Regions from separate parts of the Sus scrofa genome. Here regions 1 and 2 are each linked to region 3. The links are chromatin contacts, called in public HiChIP or PLAC-seq maps. All regions are on one chromosome and are shown on one strand. Each heading gives the region's core, a stretch centred on a gene start, on an enhancer-like site or on the middle of the called end of the contact. The rest is flanking DNA. Distances are from core to core; before and after follow the strand shown.

Evidence for each region. HiChIP or PLAC-seq counts read pairs in DNA pulled down with a chosen protein or histone mark.
Region 1: a contact with region 3 is called in an H3K27ac HiChIP or PLAC-seq map of alveolar macrophages. The contact joins the promoter of LSM2 here to the promoter of ATF6B in region 3. A contact is called at or near these places in 1 of 5 promoter capture datasets (fetal skeletal muscle) and 1 of 2 datasets of contacts at active chromatin or transcription factors (alveolar macrophages).
Region 2: a contact with region 3 is called in an H3K27ac HiChIP or PLAC-seq map of alveolar macrophages. The contact joins the promoter of CSNK2B here to the promoter of ATF6B in region 3. A contact is called at or near these places in 2 of 5 promoter capture datasets (fetal liver and liver), 1 of 47 Hi-C or Micro-C datasets (heart right ventricle) and 1 of 2 datasets of contacts at active chromatin or transcription factors (alveolar macrophages).

What each region holds. Positions count from the first base shown.
Region 1 is chr7:23,906,618-23,909,941 of Sscrofa11.1, forward strand. It overlaps LSM2 (LSM2 homolog, U6 small nuclear RNA and mRNA degradation associated), which reads right to left and starts at 1,906. Exons shown (of 5, transcript NM_001123136.1): 1 at 1,678-1,906; 2 at 1,001-1,068. The coding sequence starts at 1,680.
Region 2 is chr7:23,779,856-23,783,228 of Sscrofa11.1, forward strand. It overlaps CSNK2B (casein kinase 2 beta), which reads left to right and starts at 1,339. Exons shown (of 7, transcript NM_001145377.2): 1 at 1,339-1,347; 2 at 1,949-2,031; 3 at 3,268-3,370. The coding sequence starts at 1,960. GPANK1 (G-patch domain and ankyrin repeats 1) reads right to left here and starts at 491. Exons shown (of 3, transcript NM_001145383.1): 1 at 1-491.
Region 3 is chr7:24,169,833-24,173,170 of Sscrofa11.1, forward strand. It overlaps ATF6B (activating transcription factor 6 beta), which reads right to left and starts at 1,899. Exons shown (of 18, transcript NM_001123103.1): 1 at 1,772-1,899; 2 at 1,314-1,393; 3 at 1,089-1,167; 4 at 756-847. The coding sequence starts at 1,853. FKBPL (FK506 binding protein like) reads right to left here. Exons shown (of 1, transcript NM_001128485.1): 1 at 2,429-3,338. The coding sequence ends at 2,429.

The sequences.
Region 1 (3,324 bases), core at 656-3,155, 260 kb before region 3:
GAGGGATGTAAAAACAGTACAGACACAAGGGACTGCACTGGTCATCTGTTTATCTTTTATACTGTCTACAACAAAAGGGCAATTATACCACATAGATGATTCTGCAACAGCTTTCCATATTAATACAACTCATTTCCATGTGGCAGCTGCCTTTAATGGAAATACCAAAATCTAACCCATTCCCTATTTTTTTTTTTTTTTGGTCTTTTTTTGCTATTTCTTTGGGCTGCTCCCGCAGCATATGGAGGTTCCCAGGCTAGGGGTCCAATTGGAGTTGTAGCCACTGGCCTACACCAGAGCCACAGCAACTCGGGATCCGAGCCACGTCTGCAACCTACACCACAGCTCACGGCAACGCCGGATCGTTAACCCACTGAGCAAGGGCAAGGACCAAACCCGCAACCTCATGGTTCTTAGTCAGATTCGTTAACCACTGCTCCACGACGGGAACTCCCCATTCCCTATTTTATTTTATTTTTTTGGCTGTGCCTGTGGCATGTGAAAAGTCCCAGGCCAGGGATGGAACCCGTGCCACAGCAATGACAACGCCACATCCTCAACCTGCTGCACCACAAGGGTACTCCATAACCCATTCCCTATTAATGGCTCCCCTCCACCAATTTTTGACTATTAAAACAAACAAACAAAAAAAAAACTACCAAAATTTTTGTACATAAATCTTTACTTCTGGAGTCAATACTTACATTTCTAGAATTTGGGTCAAAGGACCATGTGATTTCATCAGAAAAAACTTTTATTAAAAAAAAGTGATTGATGCCTCTGCCCCCTGACTTCTTTCTAGTACTTACATTTTTCTTTGGATCTTCTTCCCATAAAGATAAAACTCTGCAGCTAATCTGTCAGTTTAAGGCACAAGTCATTTCTTTCGTTTGTCTCTCTCCCATCTTGCCCAGCCCTCAAATACTTGTCAAATTAAAGAGGTTGTTCCGGAGGGCTGGGCACATCCACCCCCTACAGACTTGTCGGAACAGGTACCTACCTCAGGTCATTCTTGAGTTCCACGACCACATCCTTGCCCACAAGGGACTTGAAAAAGGAATAGAAGAGCTATTGGGCGAGAGGGGGAAAAAACATCATATGGGAAGGGACTTGGGCAGAGGCGTGTTCCCCGGCCAGTATTATGAGATACTGGTCCTGGGGATCCCCGCCGCATCTCTCTGGCAGTTCTCAAAACTTAAGAGGAAAGAATACTCGGAAAAACGGCTGGAGCCCCGGTGATTACTACCTCGAGCGCCTGACCTAAAGCCCGGGAGAGAGGCTCTGGCCCGCACGCCTCGGGCTCGGCTCTCAGTGGACCACCTCTCCCGGCGTCCTGCCCCCACTACCCAGTGAAGGGTACCAAGTGTAACACCCGCACCCTCTCGGGGCCTGGTCTGTCAGGGAAGTGCTCCTTGAGGTCTAGCTTTTCCCTCTCCTGCTGTTCCCGCCGACTCAAACAAATAAGACCCATTCGTTTTGAGGTCTCTCCCCAACGAACCTGATTTGCAGGAAGTAAGGAGGGAGAGAAAAATCCCAGGGCCCAACGTCAGCCCAAAGGAACAAAGCTCCCGGAGGGCCCCCCCGCCCCGCCGCCGCCCCGCGACCCCGTCTCCGTCCCCAACCATCCCAACGGTCGCGCTCCCCGAGGGCGCCCCCTTGTGACATCACGGTACCTACCATTGTGCTTGCACCGCGGGATGCCCGCCTGACCGGGAAGGCGAGGGCCGGGTACCGCGGTCCGGAGGCCGGGCGGGAACCGGAGCACAAGGCCGCGCGCGAGGCGGGGCGGGGTTGCGCAGGGGCGGCGGGAAGCGCCGCGGAAAGCTCAGGGTGACGGAGGAGAGCGGACCGTGCGCTCCGGCTACAAGCAGAGCGGGCGGGGTAGGACCGAGGGGACGCGAAAGCCAGGGAAGGGGCGGGGCTTCCCGCCTTCCGACTTCCTCCCCAAGCGGCCGGCTCCCACTGCGCAGGCTCGGGCTCTGACGGCTCCCCCGGCTTTCAAGTTTTCTTCCTTTTAAAAATAGTGTGGTTCCAGCATGATTTGCTCATACCCTGAAGACACTTACTATTGCAAACTGGGCGTTTGTGAAAACCCATGATGATTTGTACACTTTTCTATGTCTCTTACACTTTGATAAAAGTAAAAATGTTTGAGTTCCCAAGATCAGGAACCTGCACACAAATCCGATTTTGTCAAAGGTTCCCGATAAACTTATTTCTCCTGAGAACCCAACCTCAGTCCACATTTCTTTTACGCTTTTGCCTAGGGCTTTCCTGTAAGGGGCTGAGTAAAGCAAAACCGACTGACTCAGGGATAGAAATACCCATTCTGATATTTCACTTCCAAACATTGCCCTCTCAAACACAAAGGGACACAAATTCACAGTTACATGTATTTCTATACTCATGTCCCCAAAGCATTATCAGTATGCGATGACGCAAAAGGTGAAATTTTTTTTTCAAGGAATGAGATCCAAATAAATTCTCCATTTTCTCCTTTTTCTTTTTTGGTCTTTTTAGGGCCGCACCCACAGCATATGGAGGTTCCCCGGCTAGGGGTCCAATGGAGCTATAGCTGCCGGCCTAGGACAGAGCCACAGCAACACAGGATCCTAGCCGCGTCTACGACCTACACTACAACTCATCTCATGGCAATAATGGATTCTCAACCCACTGAGCGAGGCCAAGGATTGAACCCACAACCTTATGGTTCCTAGTCGGATTTGTTTCTGCTGTGCCACGATGGGAACTCCTAAATTCTCTGTTTCTAATCTTGCAAAAAAGCATCCATCTGGGAGTTCCCATTGTGGCACAGTGTAAATTAACCTATTATCCATGAGGATGCAGGTTCAATGCCTCACTCTGAGTCAGGGATCCGGTATTGCCATGAGCTGTGGTGTAGGATGCAGAGGGTGGCTCAGATCCCTTGTGGCTGTGGCTGTGGCCTAGGCTGGCAGCTACAGCTCTGCTTGGACCCCTAGCCTGGGAATTTTCATATGCCACAGGTGCAGCCCTAAAAAGCAAAACAAACAAACAAACAAACAAACAAAACAAAACAAAACAAAAAACCTCACTACCCATTTGTTAGGAGTTTGTTGTAGAAATATTTTCAGCATGTAAAGGATGTAATAAGGGACCCTGTGAGTGACAGACCCCACTGATAAGTAACACCAGGACATCAAGCAGAAGTTTGTACCTCTGAACCCTAAGCACCTAAATCAGTCTATCCCTGAATATAAGCAGTAACTATTGTAACTCTACTAATAACTATTCTGAGGCTAAAGGTGACTAATGATCAAAAGTTATTTCCCCTTGAAATGATTA
Region 2 (3,373 bases), core at 89-2,588, 390 kb before region 3:
TTCCTGGATCCTATTTCGGGGTATTCTTAAACAAAAACAGACTTGACATTTGTCCGGAAGCAGGAAGCCGATTCGCGGGGAGGTTCCACTCGTTGCTTTGCAGCTTCCGTACTGCAAAATGGCGCTACTCTAAGCAAAGGCGTCCACAGTCAAAGCCGCATGCGCAGCTGAATGGGGAGCGGGCGGGGGACAAACAAAAACAATACTGGAGCACGCAGGCGCGCTGCTCCGGGCTATTTCCCGCCCTGGAATCTTTCCAATAACACAAGCGCAAAACGCCACGTGCCCTGGTAGCGCGAGGATCGAGAAATATCTGTCGGTTGGGGTCCTGCTTTTACCTAACGCCCCCACAATGCTCTTCGCCTCCCTCAACGTGGCCCCCGCTCCAAGCTCATTTTCTGGACCTGGGAAACCACCCTCTGGGTTAAGAAAGGCCCTGAGGCGGAGAATGCCCAGAAGCCGTGAAATGAAATAGTCACGCAGCCCCTCACCATTAATCTGACCAGGGTTGGAAGGTCGCACTTAGCACCCGCAGCAGAAGGCCCTGTTCAAGCCTTAAAAGGAAATGGAGAAGTGCAAGGGGACGAGCAACAGAATGGCTGGCGCCACCTCAGGTTAGCGCACGGGACCTTCCCGATTCTCACACCTCTCAGCTCAGCCAGCACACCCTACCCAGGTCCCTCAGCGCGGAACCCGGCCTCACCTCCCACCTCAGGAGATCAAACCCTTGAGTGAAATATGGGCCCCGTTGAGGGTCTCCTTGGCAGGCTGACTCGGACAGGGGGGCTCCACAAGCGATAAGGGCCAGGCAGCTGGTCGGTGATGAGGTCAATGGTCTGGGTAGCAGGGCCGCACGCCTGAGGCTCGTTGTGTGAGAGGGAGCGGCAGTAAATGATCCAGCCTGTCTTGTTCCTTTCCCCGCCCCCTCTCAGCCCCACGGTGATAAGATCACTCGACTATATTTCCCAGGCTCCCTGGCCCAGAACACGGTACTGCGTTTCCGCTTCCGGTGGCGGCTCCCTACGCCCCGCCCCGGAGCGTTTCCCTCAGGGGCCTCGCGACACCAGGGTCGTGGGCGGGTCGTCCTGGGATTCGTAGTTCGCCCTTTCTCAGTTGCGCCAGTTTCTAGCTTCCGAGGACTCCATCTCCCGGCGTTCACCGCGGCGCACGATTTTAAGCGCTTGCGCGTTGCCCTCTTCCCCACCCTCCCCAGTTTCCACTCCCCCCGCCCCACTTCGCCTGCCGCGGTTGGATCCGCGGCCTGCGTTGTAGCCGTCGCCGCGGTTCCTTGGAAGCAGAAACTCCCCTCCCCTCCCCGCCCCCCCGGTCCCAGTCCCCGTCCAGCCGGTGAGTCTGAGGTCGTTGCCGCGCCGCGTCCCCTGTTCCTGGGCGCGGCACAAGGGGTCTCCGTGCCTTGATGTGGGGGTGGGGAAGGAAGTGACCAGGTCCGGGACCGAAGGAAGGAGGGGGTGGTCTGAAGGATGGAGGCGGGATAAGGAGACTCCCGTGAAAGGGACCTAACTGCCATCCCCAGACTTTGAGAAAAAGAGGAGCTTAGCTCTTGCCTGGAAAGAAACTTCGGAAACCTTGGGAATGGGGCCGGGGACAAACGGAGACTTGCGGGGGTAGGGAATCTGAGCCGCAGGCCCTGCTGGAGTTGACATAGAGGAGAGAGGGGCCTGGCCTTGGGGAGCGTTAGGGATGTGGATAGGACTAATGGGTCAAGACCTGCCGGTTACACACAAGTGTTGGGACCCCAGAGAATTTCCTGTCTCTGAAAAAAGGGGTTGAGGTGTGAATAGGAGGAGCTGGAGAGAACTGCTCCAGTCTAGGATCCTTTAAGAAAGGGTGGCCCTAAATTCTTCTGTGGTTGGAGGGCAAAGTGTGGGAAGAGGGAGGATATCAGAGGCAGGGAGGAGAGCTTAGGCTGACACTCTTCTTTTTCTAGCTGAAGTGAAGATGAGCAGCTCAGAGGAGGTGTCCTGGATTTCCTGGTTCTGTGGGCTCCGTGGCAATGAATTCTTCTGTGAAGTGAGTTCTTAACCTCCTTGTCCCTTTCCACATATAATCTGGCCAGGCATTCTCTCGCATAGTATATATTCAGTTTCTAGATACTTGTTTTACAGTCTTCCGTAAAAACCCTTTCACGTTAAGAAAGAGTCTCCTTAGTAATTCTCTCACTAACTCATACTGAAGGCAAGACTGGGCCTCAGGTTGACCCTGCCACCCTCCAGCAATGTAATGTTGGACTCATCAACCCATGTTTTTATTACCACAGTGCTACCGGTAGCACCTGTTTCTGGTAGCTATTAGGAGAATTAAGACACCTCACGTTAAAATGTTTTGTAACGTGCAGAGCTGTGTGTTAACATAAGGGATTGTGAGCGCCTTCAGAACCCAAGCTGTTCAGCCTCCACCTTCCTCAGCAAGCCAGCTGCCCCTAAGGAGAGGCCAAAACTGACTCTTAGAGATGGGAAGCAGGAATGGGGACAGGATTTTTTTTTTTTTTTTTTTTTTTGGAGGCGGGGGTTGAATCAAAGCTGCAGCTGCTGGCCTATGCCCCAGCCACAGCAACCTGGGGATCCAAGGATACTAGTCAGGTTCATTACCGCTCAGCCACGACAGGAACTCTTTTTGCAGGGGGAGGGCTGGAGGCGTCCCACAGCATACAGGAGTTCCTGGGCCAAAGATATTGAACCAGTGCCACAACTATAACAGTGCCAGATCCTTAACCAGGCAATTCTAGAACAAGGATCTTTTTTTTTTTTTTTTTTTTTTTTTTGTCTTTTCTAGGGCCACACCCGCGGCATATGGAGGTTCCCAGGCTAGGGGTCCAATCAGAGCCATAGCCACCGACCTGCACCACAGCCACAGTAACGGGAGATCCGAGCGGCGTCTGTGACCTACACCACAGCTCACGGCAACACCGGATCCTTAACCCACTGAGTGAGACCAGGGATTGAACCCGCAACCTCATGGTTCTTAGTTGGATTTGCTAACCACTGAGCCACGATGGGAACTCCCTAGGACAGGGATCTTGAAATAAATGTCTTTCTAAGGAGAGGACTGCTATACTTGCTTATCCTTAGAAAAGAAAAGCCAAGCTGTTAGGAGCAGGCAGTATATGTGAACTGAGAAAAGTGACTTATGTATTTCTGCAGAGCTGGGGGCAGAAGCAGTCGTGTCGAGGCTAAAGCACCAGTTAGAGCAACTTGCCTAGGTCAAAGCTGGGGATTCTGCTTTACTCTTGACTTCACGTCCTGACAGGTGGATGAAGACTACATCCAGGACAAATTCAATCTCACTGGACTCAACGAGCAGGTGCCTCATTATCGACAAGCCCTAGACATGATCTTGGACCTGGAACCTGGTG
Region 3 (3,338 bases), core at 649-3,148:
ACTAGTATCCATGAGGATGCGGGTTCAATCCCTGGCCTTGCCCAGTGGGTTAAGGATCTGATGTGGCCATAAGCTGCCGTGTAGGTCACAGATGCAGCTCAGATTCCGAGCTGCTGTGGCTGTGGTGTAGGCCGGCAGGTGCAGCTCTGATTCAACCTCTAGCCTGGGAACTTCCATATGCCCCACATGCAGCCCTAAAAGCAAAAGCAAAACAGTTCCAGAATACTCAGGAGTTAACAATCCTTTTCTTCTCAGCCCCACCATGTCTGCCACCTATTTCTGTGTATCAGAAACTCCAGAGTTCCCATTGTGGCGCAGTGGAAACGAATCTGATTAGGAGCCATGAGGTAGCAGGTTCGATCCCCGGCCTCGCTCAGTGGATTGAGGATCTGGTGTTGCCATGAGCTGTGGTGTAGATCACAGACACGCTCAGATCTGGCATTGCTGTGGCTCTCACGTAGGCCGGCGGCTACAGTTCCAATTAGACCCTTAGCCTGGGAACCTCCATATGCTGCAGGTGCGGCCCTAAAAAGGACAAAAGACAGAAAAAAAAAAAAAGAAACTCCATCTTCAGTTCTAGACAACCAGAGTGGTGATGTGAAAATGAGGATATGAAAGAAATTGCAAATGCACAAAAGAAGCCCCCCCCCCCAACCGGGACTCATAACACACAAATCATTCCACCAGCATCTATAGGTGAAGGGATGGGAGGAGAGTCCCTGCCACAGAAAGTAGGAGGGACAAGACTCTCTCACCTGGCTGGAGGGCTCTGTGGAAAGATGTGATGCTTCAGAGCTGAGGGAGGAGGAAGAGCAGGGGGAGGATGGCTCAGACTTCACCTGAAGATCTGGGGGGAAAAGAGTAAGAAAATAACCGGGAAGCAGAGCCTGACAAAAGTTTGAAAAGTACCCAAGGACATGGGGTAAGAGCCCCTCACTGGGGTGAGGAGGAAGGAGCACACATAAGAGATCAAAAGGGGGGAGTACACGGGCACTCGTGTGAGAAAACGAGGAACTGCATAGTTGCTGGGAAACAATGGGAAGATAACGGTTTCTGAAAGGATGAGGGAATCACAAAGGGTATCTTACCTGGGAAGATAGGCAGAGGGTCCCAGGGGGGTTCGGGAGGGCTGACATCCATCCCCAAGTCCAGGGAGCTGCTGCCAAACTGAACAGGAGAGGGTATTAGATGGCAGGAGTGTGAGGCTGAAGGGATGGCTCCGGATGAGCTCTGGCCTGGGGATAAGCCCCAGTTCTGAGACCACTTCCACCCACCAAGGGTAAGAGTCAAGGCCAAGGCCCGGGGAGCGATACCGGGACATCTTCCTCCGGGCAACGGAAAAGCTGCGTCGGCTCCTCGGCCACTTCATCCAGGCCGGCGTACAAGGTGCTGTCTGCAAGAGGGGCGGAGGGTCAGCGGAGTCGTCCGCTAGCGCAGCCTTCGGAACCCCACAACAGCCCTCGCCCCGTCGCTCACTGCCTCTGCGCGGCCAGATCCACCGCCCGCCCACTTGAAAAGTGATCCAGCCAGAGAACTCCAGCCCCTCCTTCCCCGACCCCGGAACAACTCCATATTTCCGCAGGGAGGGGAGGTCTGCCCCAACTCCCGCATCTCCCCGAAAGCACCACCAGCCCCCCTGTTCCGCCTTCCTCAGAATGATGGATTCCGTATCTGTCCAGCCTTCCTCTTTGGGCCTCCGCTTCCTCCTGCGTGCCTCAGGGGCACAATATGCCACAGCCCCCTCCCCTCCCCGAGGCCTCACTCCGCACACCCCAGTCCTCCGGGCTCAGCAAGTTGTCGGTGAAAAAACGCGTCGGGTCCGCAATCTCGCTGAGGAGCATCAGCTCCGCCATCTTTCCCCCCCACCCCCCAACCACGAGACAGTTCCCAAGGCCCGCCTCTCCCATCATCAACTAATCGGCTGGCTCCTCAAAAGTGGGGGAACGCCCCGGAAGCTCTCCCAACCAGTAAGAGACCTGGGTATTGAGCACGTGAGACAATATAGGCGGTGGCTGTATAGGACCGGCCAATAGGAGCGCCCCGGAGGCTAGCACCTCCGCAATACCAGGCAGTGAAGTTTGCGCGTGCGCCAAGCCGGACCCAGCCTGAAAGCGCCTAGGAAACGTAGGTACCGGGTTTTGAAGGTTCGCCGTCTCCCCCAAACAGTACTGAATTTAGAAGTTTAGATAGCTTGTGTTCATCTTTGGAGATAGATAAGCCCCGCAAAATATACCACACGTGACCATAAGGCTTTTTCATGGTAAAACGGTAAAGAGGTACATACACTAAGACCACTGCTACCTTCCCTAGGAAGGCAAAAGCTGGTAAAAGTATGTGGGTGAAATCCTCCCACTGGCCCCTCCCCCCAAAACTCACAACATAGACCACAATTCACAGGTTCCTGTCTCTTTTAAGGTTTAACTTTTAATTAGCCAAACATCTTGCGCAGTCCCTGAGCCAGTCCTGCATCTTGTTTCTTCCCTTGAATGATCACCTTTCCCAGCTCCTCCTGGGCTGCCCGATTTTTGGGGTCTACTGCCAGCACTTTCTTGAGGTCAGCAGTTGCTTTGTCCAGGTTCCCAAGAGCAGCCTGGGCAACCCCCCTTCGGTACAAGGCCTTTAAATGGCCAGGCTCCCGCTCCAGCACCCGGTCACAGCTCTGGGCTGCCAAATGGGGCTGCCCTAGCAGCAACTGACAGGCAGCCAGATTGGCATGAAGGACAGTTCGTTCTGGAGAGCCAGGTGGAGGTAAAGTCAGCAGCAGCCGAAGAGCCCGTCCATAGCATCGGGCAGCCCCTTCAGGGTTCCCAGCTCTAAATAATTCTGTGCCCCGTGCACGTTCTTCCCTGGCCAGGGCCTCCTTTTCGGTGGGCTCTAGCTCCCAGGAGTCCCGGCCTTGAGTGAAGGAGGCCAGTTTGAGCCTGACAGGAGGTCCAGAGCGCCCAGGGAGCTGAAGTTCTGCCTCCTCACCTTGACACATGGACTCCAAGCACTTCTCTACAAGCTCTCCCCAAGTTTCCTCCCTCCATGGGCCTAACCCCATAGTTAGCTCTGTCCAGCCCTCTGGCAGCCCTGACCCCAAAGGAAATCCCAAAACCTGTACCCGGCAGCGGGAGCCCAGCTTGGGTTTGTCCAAGCCGTGGCCATGGATTAGGATCTTTTTGACAAAGCTCCCATCGGGGCAGTACCAGAGTTCAGAAGCTTGAAGGGGCTCTGGCATCTCACTGGCTGGTCCATGAGATTTATCAGAATCTCCTTCACGTCCAACGGCCAGCTTTTCAATTTCTTGAAGATTTTCTAGAATTTGGCCGGCTGGATCTGGGCTCACTCTCCCCTCA